Linked DNA regions of Mus musculus: regions 2 and 3 are each linked to region 1. A link is a contact called in public Hi-C and HiChIP or PLAC-seq data. All regions are on one chromosome and are shown on one strand. The core of a region is the stretch at or near the end of the contact, and the rest is flanking DNA. Distances in the headings are between cores, read along the strand shown. Region 1 holds the start of Crim1 (cysteine rich transmembrane BMP regulator 1 (chordin like)). Region 2 overlaps Crim1 (cysteine rich transmembrane BMP regulator 1 (chordin like)). Region 3 has its middle 61 kb from the start of Gm32076.

Region 1 (2,700 bases), core at 18-2,517:
TAGGGAGTGCAGGCTGGAGCACAGGTCTACTCCGCTATCAGAAGCCGGCTGCGCGGACTGCGTACGCCCTCGGTGCCACACTGCGCTATGCGGGCAGGGCAGCAGGGGCGGACTCCCCGAGGGACTTGTGCGTGCCAGACTCCGCAGTGTGCCCCCGCACAGGGCACCCCTGCCTGGGGCGAGAAAGGCCACCCAGTGTAAGCCCTAATCACCGCACCTGTGTGTGTCTATGCGTGTTCGGAGCTCACCCACGCAACCCAACCTCGCCCGCCCCTGGGCAGGCATCTAGGGCACCCTCCAGGGGACAGCGACCGTCCCTCCTCCCCGGGAACCCTCTCTCCTCTGGGAAAAGTCTCAAGCAAACTTTGTTCCGCGCCCGCCAGGTGGGAGGGGGCGCGCAGCAGGGCAGCCGTACCTTCGCAGACGCCCACTTCGTACTCGGTGATGGAGTCGCCATTGAGCGGGGGGCGGATGACACAGCGCAGCCCCCGGTCGCAGGCTCCATGGAGCCCATAGGCTCCACCGCAGCTCTCGTTCCTCTGGCGGGCGCACATGTAGCAGCAGCCGCAGACGCCCTGCACGATGCTTCCTGGGCAGCTCCGAGGCTCCTCGCACTTGGACTCGTCACAGGGCAGGCAGACCAGCGCCCGGGTGCCTGAGCGCGCCAGCAGCAGCAGCAGCCCCAGCAGCGAGACCGAGAGGTGCCCGCAGCCGGCCAGCCCCCTGCCCCCCGCCACCAAGTACATCCTCCTGCGCCGCCGCCTCCTCCTCGCAGTCGGGCCGGGAGCGGGGCGGGCGCCCTCCCCTGCGCGGGGCACACGCGCCGCCGCCGCACCCGCAGCCCGCGGTCCTCGTGCCCCACTAGGGGCCCCCGGGGCGCTCCTCCCCTCGCGGGGCGAGGCCCCCGCCGCCCCTGCGGGCCGCGCCGACCCGGAGCCCACGAGCGTTGGCGCCAGCGGCAGCGGTGGCGGGTGGCTTCCCCTCCTCCTCCTTCTCCTCCCGGGCGGGAGGGGGAAAAGAGGAAAAAAAGTTTCCTCTCGGCAGCTCCGGTTCAACCCAAACTTCTGGCGGCGGCGGTGGCTGCGCACCGCTCCGAAGAAGGGCTGGTGGCTCCTTCTGGTCCTCCGCGCTGCTCCTGATTGCCGGGGAAAGACGACGGCAGCGCAGCCTCCGGGCCGGTCCCCGCCTCCCGAGCCGCCGAGTGGGCGCGGTGGCTCAGCAGAAGGTCCGTGGCGTCCGTTCCTTGTGCCCGGCTCGGCTCTCTCCCGCGCCGCTCCTCCGGGCGCTTGTTTATGGCTGGAGCCTCCGCCGCTCCGGCTGCGCCCTCCCCCATCCTACCTCATTCCCCCCCCCGCCCTCCCCGCGCCGCGCGCTGCTCATTGGCTGCCCCCCCACCCTCGGGCCGGCCGGCCCCCTCCCCTCCCCCTCGCCTCCCTCCGGGGCTGCCCCGGCCCTTCCTCCCTCCACGCCTCCTCCTCCTCCCCCTCTCCTTCCTCCGCAGCCCGGCACCGAGTCGGCCCTGCTGCCGATCATCCGGGCTCGGGGCCCGGCCCCGCGAGCGCGCTGCGGCCGGGGATCTGAGACAGTCGTAGCGACGCGAGCCCCCGCCGGCACCGGGCCACGAGGGCTAGCTTTGGAGCACCGGGGGCGGGACGGCTGCACCTCCGGGTGGTAGTTTTGAGTTCAGAGAGTGGCGGGGATCCTAGCCGGAGCTGTTGCTGCAGCCTAGGCTGGGCACTGGCCGGATCGAACCCCAGGAAAGGGAAGCGAACGCGTGGAATTTCCGCAAACTGGACGAGAATCCATCTTCCACTCGAGCTGGGAATAGACTTTGTAAAAGATATTATGTAATGGAGTCTTGGAAACCTGGAGACATCTCCAGGGAAACTGCTGGTGGGGTTGAATGCTTTAAATGGTCTAGGTAAATATTCTGAGCTGGGACAATGTTGGGGAGGGCTGCAGCTTGAATTTTAATGATCCACCTTCTGTATGTCTGTGTGGAGGTGCTGTATCATGGGAGGGGTGACTGGAAAGTAACAGAGCTTAATCCTCTCTGGAGTAAGGCTCAACACTAGATTACAAGTCTTGACATGACGCTAGGCTGGAAGAGCCTAGGCATCCTTACATGCCACCTGACTGTGCCGTTTTGTTTTGTTTTTTCAGGCTCGCGAGCTAAAGAGGCGTGTTTCCCTTTTCTTCCTCCCATTTTTCTTTCCTAAAAGATTTATCACGAATGTATTAATAAAGAAGATGGGTGGTAATATATTCTTTGTGGCGAGACATGAAACAACTGGAGAGGAGCTGTGCACATGTGGAGGATTTCTCCTCAATGATTTCAGAGATTCTCCCAGTGATAGCTCTGATCCCTCATCAGGAGAGAACCAGTGGCCCCGTCGATGTTTTCTCCGTGCCCCCTTACAGGAGTATAAATAAAACAGCCCAAGGAGGGAGGGGGGAGTGATTTGAATCATTATGTAAAACCCGCCTGGTGTTGGAGCAGGTGTGAAGTGGGCTTGGCTGCCTGTGCATGGTCTTGCTGCAGATAGGTGGCAGCTAGTTAGATCAGGAGCATCATGACTAATGAGCCAAAAGTTAATGGCACCAGTACAAGGAGAAAGGACACAAAGATGCCTTTGGAATTTTGTTTGTGGGACAGATTCATATTTCTGCAGAATATTATGGTTTATCTGTGGTAGTCAT
Region 2 (2,700 bases), core at 5-2,504, 130 kb before region 1:
TGGCTCTGGAAGAAGAAGAGTAAGACAGAAAAAGTATGCATTCTGACCCTTGTCCATGATAAGGTGTGTGCTAATTACATTAATCCACTTCTTTTTTTAAAGATTAAAATATATATATATATGTGAGTACACTTTTGCTGTCATCAGACACACCAGAAGAGGACATTGGGTCCCATTACAGATGGTTGTGAGCCACCATGTGGTTGCTGGGAATTGAACTCAGGACCTCTGGAAGAGCAGTCAGTGCTCTCAACCACTGAGCCATCTCTCCAGCCCACACTGGTCCATTTCTAAAACAACGGATACAATTACTTGATGCCCAGGTATGTCAGTGGGAATGAGGATATTAGGGCGTGCTTTTGTTTTAATCTGTTTTACTCAACTGAGCCTCTAGTTTGTAGTGGACCCATGCAAGGTTCTTCTCATTACCTTGATGACTGGGAGCTGGCTGTGTCTCACAAATAACATGAATCATCACCATTGAGAAATGAGTCCAGCTCTTTCCGATTAGCAGCCCTGGGAAGCCTCATTAACAGTACAGGGATGGAGGGGTGATGATCCTGGAGCCTCAACTGCAGGTGGCATGCAGAGCCAGCCAGCTAGGCTGACTAGAGTATAGCCTCCGACGGATAAAGACCTGGTTCTAGATAGATCAGGAGGGTCTGCTGAAGAGATGCTATGTGGAGCTAAGCTTCGAAGAGCAGAAAGGCTGGAGGGCCCCATGTCAACAGCAGCTTTCTAGCAGGGCCCTTAACTCCTGTGCCTTCCTATCTGCATCTACCCTTATACTAAGAAAAGACTTTCTGGAAAAACCTCACTACAGGCCAATTCCTAGGAAAAGTACTTTTTTTTTTTTTAAGGGCAGAGACAGTCTTACATTCTCTTAGTGGTGAAATAAATTTCAAGTAGGAGCAATAAGATAAGTGAAATTAATTTCTCTTGTTTCTCTTAGAAATTCTCCTTTTGGGGCTTAAATCATGCTTCGCATGTTTTACATAGCTTCTCTCTGTAAATTCCCAAGCCTGCTTATTTGATTATGAGAGAGAAAAATGAACCATCACGTTCTTCTTTCAGACTTAATTCAAGCACTCTCTTTCTTAAGCTGTGTTTTTCTTTTGGCTGGGGACGGTTGAGCCATGTGAACAGCCAATGAGTGGGAAAATTCCAAAGCTCCCCTCACTTTATAAGGCAGTTCAGTGGCTCAATCTATCAGGCCTCCTTCAGTCCCTCTGGGCTAATGGTAGCTAGCCCATCTGGGGCCATAAAACTGGAGATAAAGCTGGCCAAGGCAGAACTGGAGGAGAGAGCTTATCTGTCTTTCTGCATTTTCATGTGTCACTCTCGATACCTTCTTGGCTTTTCAGATGTGACCCCCTCACTAGTCACAATGCCACTCAAATAAATCACCAAGCTGTCAACATAACTGCAGGCTGGGAAGAGTCACCGAGTGAAGTTAAAATTTTCCCAAATGAAGATAGAGGGAAATTCTACTAATGTAGAGAACTCAAAAGGGAAAAAAAGAGCCCAGGGCACAGAAATTCCCTAATCTGGAAGTGGGAGTTTCCATGGAATATTTATGTGTACTTAAGAAAGTCTCATTAAGTCATGGAAAAAATTGACATTGAGAGTTTTTAAATTCTTCCAGGCACTCCACTTGGACTTCTCCCTCTCCCTTTTGTATATATTTCTCATAACAACACCTTCGTCCTTCTGTGGCACTCATCCGCGAGCACTTTCTCTGTTTTATTTTAAAATGGATACTGTGAAAATGTTCCCAAGATCAGTATTATTTTGTGGTCAGATAGAGAAACGGCTATATATTTATTTTAGACCCATATTAACTTTGTATGCTTTCTCAAAAGAATCTTGGCCACTGGACATATTTTTCTTCCTTTACCAATCTCATATTTAATAGGAAAAGACAGTAGTATGATTATAAGGCTATTATTAAATGACCACAAAAGACAAATTAAAAAAGAAATTCCTATAAGGAGCGGGGAAACCATTTCCAATTAACTTAGTTAAAATAACTAAAAATACTATCGCTGGCTTCCAAGAATAATCTAGACCTTTTACATGAGTCTGATAGCCTTTCCATTGTTTGTTCTCAAAGAGAATGTATCCTGGCACCCTTGAACTGACAATATGCCACAGTGCATATGGCATGTGTGTGCACACACTATAATAGAGGTATTACATACAGGCAAGTGGGTTAGATAGGCAGAATTGTGACAGTCTCAACCCATCCTTTAGGAAATGGCTGACGGCCAGGGAGGAAGGGGCGATGGGGGTGGGGGTGGGGGTGGGGAGATATCTGACTTTAGGAACTGTGTCTCACTCCTTGTTTATCACCTCAGTCCCCAGCACATTGTCTAGATTACGTATTTAATTACTGAGTGAACAAGGAGGAAAGATAACACCTACACACTGCAACACACCTTAAGTCAGGGTGTACTATCTGATGAAGAAGGGCTTGCAGTTGATAATGTCCCTGGTCAATTTAGTCTCTCTTTGCCTTCTGTTTAGAAGCACCAGGCAGTATGTCCCTCAGGATGTTTATTCTGTGCACATACACGATTGGCACTTAATAGATGAGAGCCATTGATTCAGGGAAGTAGACCTGAGCGCTGCTGTGAATCCCATAGACTCTGAAAACTCACAGAAACCGCCCAGATCATGAGATACTCAGGGAGGGCACTT
Region 3 (2,700 bases), core at 95-2,594, 150 kb after region 1:
TGTGGGCTAATGCAGAAATTTAGTCAGTGTTCCTTCCTCTCAAGATAGTGATAATGAATGTGTTACAAAGAAACCAGCCAGTTAAAAATGTCATGGGAAGTTGTGAAAATGTAGCTTCACTAATCTTCACCCTTGGCTTGCTATCGTCAGATGCAGTTGAAGGCAAAACCAAATGTATTCAACTTTTAGTCTCTGGGGAATGGTTTCAATATTTTTTCAAGCTGGTGGTGATCTCTGCACAACATCCTTATGGGGAAGCTCCGCTTCATAGTCATGTCCTGACATTTCTCCTTGTACCATTAGAAAGGGTAAGCTCACCATGTACCGGAATGTGCTATGGTTGTTTTGTTTTTAAGACATTAGAGGGTATTTATATATGTGTGTGGCCCAACAATGAGCAGTTTCTCCACTCTAAGTTTCCATGCTAAATTCATTAATTTTAGAGTGAATAAATGTGTTTTGGTTTCAGACCCTAAAAGAGAAAATTTCTGGAGTTGTTGTGTGGGTGGGCAACATTCACCAAAACAGTTTGAAGATGTCTCAGGGTGGCAGGTAGGGAAGGTTGGGATGGTATTGTCTAAAATGTTAGAGATCATAGTCAGAATGGCCATCAACTCACCTGCTTTGACCAGCAACACAATTTGGCTAATCTTGATCAGAAAACATGTGTAGTTCCATTCTGTTCCTACAGTTAGATCAAACCCTTCTTTCATTTGGGGGTAATCCTTTAAAAGTCTTCAATGAACTTGTTTGATTTTGCACCTTCTGTTTGAATGGCTTTGCTGTTATTTGCAACTAAGGACTTTTTCCTGGCACAGCCCATAAAGCACTTAGCATTGTGTAGTATAGGGAATTAGGAAGCTTTTACTGCAGCATGCTGCCTGTTCTCAGAACTTTCAGGTGACTCTTCTTAAGTTTCAGGTCAATGCCCAGAGGTATCCTTCTGCTGTTGGAACTCATGCTGTCTGAGGCTTCTGATACATCAGAGTCCTGAACGTTCCTTTCTTCAACCTATCGTGCTTTATGAAATATTATTTAGCAAAAGTAATGGGAGGGGGGGAAGGGAGTGGAAGAAAAAAAACTTGTACTTACTATTAGTCCAATAGATGAGTTTTTCTTTATAATAAGAACCAAATGTTAAGTCAGATATGGTGGCTAAGGACTGAGTAGGCTGTAGGTCCAGCTTTTGAGAAGCTGGGGCAGGGGAATTGCCTATGATTTCAAGCTAATCTGTGGTACAGAGTAAGATTCTATTTCAAACAAAAACCGCTAGTGTGGATGATAGATTACTTATCTAATGAGGACAACTACTGGTCACTTTGGGCAGAGCAAGTTCTAATGTCACAGTAGTTCAGGAGGAGTGACAGAAGCTACCTGTATGACTAAGTTCTGTATGACACACATCACCAAAGAGATTGTTGGTGTTCGAATTACTGAGGATGGGCCTTCTATTCGGATGAGTTCTGCATGCCCTCGAGAACCGCGGCTTCTTTCATTCGCTCACCTTTAAATCATACCATCTTACCACTTAGTACTTCGGAGATAAACTTTCAAACTAGTGCATAAAGTCGATTCTCTCCTAACAATGATGAACCTGAATAGACCGAGTTGACCCGTACCTCAGAGGATAAAAGCGTGGAGTGTGACCTCAGATGCCAAGGGAACAACTTCCATTCCAGGCAGCTGTCCAGCGAATCTGTCCTTTCCTAGCCAACATCACGCCTGATTTCCTCTTAACCGAGAGATGTGTTTTGATTTTGCCTTGATTTTCCAGGTGTCTCCTACTTTCATGCCAACTTGGAGCCATGCAGCTGGACCAGGGGCTTGACTAGGAGCCCAAGTTCTAACCATGTGTCTTCGAGTCACTTTCCAAGCCATCAGAGGTGGGCTCTGGCCTTGGCAGCAGTATCGTTTGTTAATTTTCCCACCTTCTGGAAAGGACACCTGGTCCTGAAACCTGATCTGATATATTTTTTTTCTCTATTTGGAGATGAGTGAATTCTGCTTTTGGTCCCCTCTACACTGCTGTTAAATGGCTGGACATAATGATTCCAGATTTCTTTTCTATTCCTGGACATAGTAAGTGTATTATAAAACAACCTACAGAGAACACACTGGTGGCATTTTCTATATGCATGTGCATGTATGAACTATACTTCATCTCCTAATTCATGATGTTGCCATGTAGAGAGGCCAGAGCAATCTTTGTGTCATCTCCAGCCCATTCTAACAGCTGACATAAGCCAGATTTTTTTAATAAGCAGAAAGACAGTTAGTGCTTTTCACGCACAGCTGTGCATCTTGTGCTGAAAGTTATGAGTGATTCTTGACCATTACCTCTTAGGAATTACACTGAAGCTCCCCAGTTGCCAATGTCCCTTGAACATCAGTCGAAAAATACATTCTTAATTAGATTCTTAAATGCAATATCTTAGATCATTGCAAGCAAATCTCATTTATATTTGACAACTGATTCATAGAAGAGAACAAATTTTGGCTTGTTTCAGAAAACAGTGATGGAGGATGCTTCCTCCAGTGTCCACAACTCAGATAACGATGGGGAACAACAGAGGGAAGTGCACCTTAGAACTCCTGTCACTTGGATGTAAATTCCCATTGTGATTCTTTCTTTCTGTGTGATCTCCTCCCCTACCCTGGTGATAATACTGTCTCATGGCACTTTTGCTGGAACGAAATGTG

The links. A called contact is a pair of places that touch in the nucleus more often than the background predicts. HiChIP or PLAC-seq counts read pairs in DNA pulled down with a chosen protein or histone mark.
Region 2: a contact with region 1 is called in a Hi-C map of the G1E-ER4 cell line, with 2.4 times the contacts expected there. The contact joins the enhancer-like site here to the promoter of Crim1 in region 1. A contact is called at or near these places in 8 of 39 promoter capture datasets (the 3T3-L1 cell line, 3T3-L1-derived adipocytes, the HPC-7 cell line and 4 more), 2 of 15 datasets of contacts at CTCF or cohesin (the NIH/3T3 cell line and pro-B cells), 17 of 484 Hi-C or Micro-C datasets (the C2C12 cell line, the G1E-ER4 cell line, the HL-1 cell line and 10 more), 7 of 115 datasets of contacts at active chromatin or transcription factors (extraembryonic endoderm stem cells, heart atrium, neural progenitor cells and 4 more) and 3 of 9 other capture datasets (adipose tissue, embryonic stem cells and liver).
Region 3: a BATF HiChIP or PLAC-seq map of CD8 T cells shows a contact between it and region 1, with 10 read pairs. The contact joins the enhancer-like site here to the promoter of Crim1 in region 1. A contact is called at or near these places in 4 of 39 promoter capture datasets (the 3T3-L1 cell line, the C10 cell line and stem cell-derived epiblast-like cells), 3 of 484 Hi-C or Micro-C datasets (the C10 cell line, the G1E-ER4 cell line and trophoblast stem cells) and 1 of 115 datasets of contacts at active chromatin or transcription factors (CD8 T cells).

What each region holds. Positions count from the first base shown.
Region 1 is chr17:78,198,815-78,201,514 of GRCm38.p6, reverse strand. Crim1 (cysteine rich transmembrane BMP regulator 1 (chordin like)) reads right to left here and starts at 1,267. Exons shown (of 17, transcript NM_015800.3): 1 at 416-1,267. The coding sequence starts at 746. Gm32282 (predicted gene, 32282) reads left to right here and starts at 1,490. Exons shown (of 2, transcript NR_168063.1): 1 at 1,490-1,921; 2 at 2,164-2,265.
Region 2 is chr17:78,327,080-78,329,779 of GRCm38.p6, reverse strand. All of the region lies in intron 7 of Crim1 (cysteine rich transmembrane BMP regulator 1 (chordin like)), which reads right to left. Among named protein-coding and RNA genes, the nearest start is that of Gm52306, 6.5 kb to the left of the region's middle. Within about 2 kb of position 1,254, at least 19 of the 459 cell types and tissues checked have an H3K27ac peak or open chromatin away from gene starts, as enhancers often do. A contact at or near this core is called in the G1E-ER4 cell line and embryonic fibroblasts, where this site is marked.
Region 3 is chr17:78,049,020-78,051,719 of GRCm38.p6, reverse strand. No RefSeq gene overlaps it. Among named protein-coding and RNA genes, the nearest start is that of Gm32076, 61 kb to the right of the region's middle. Within about 2 kb of position 1,344, at least 3 of the 459 cell types and tissues checked have an H3K27ac peak or open chromatin away from gene starts, as enhancers often do. A contact at or near this core is called in CD8 T cells, where this site is marked.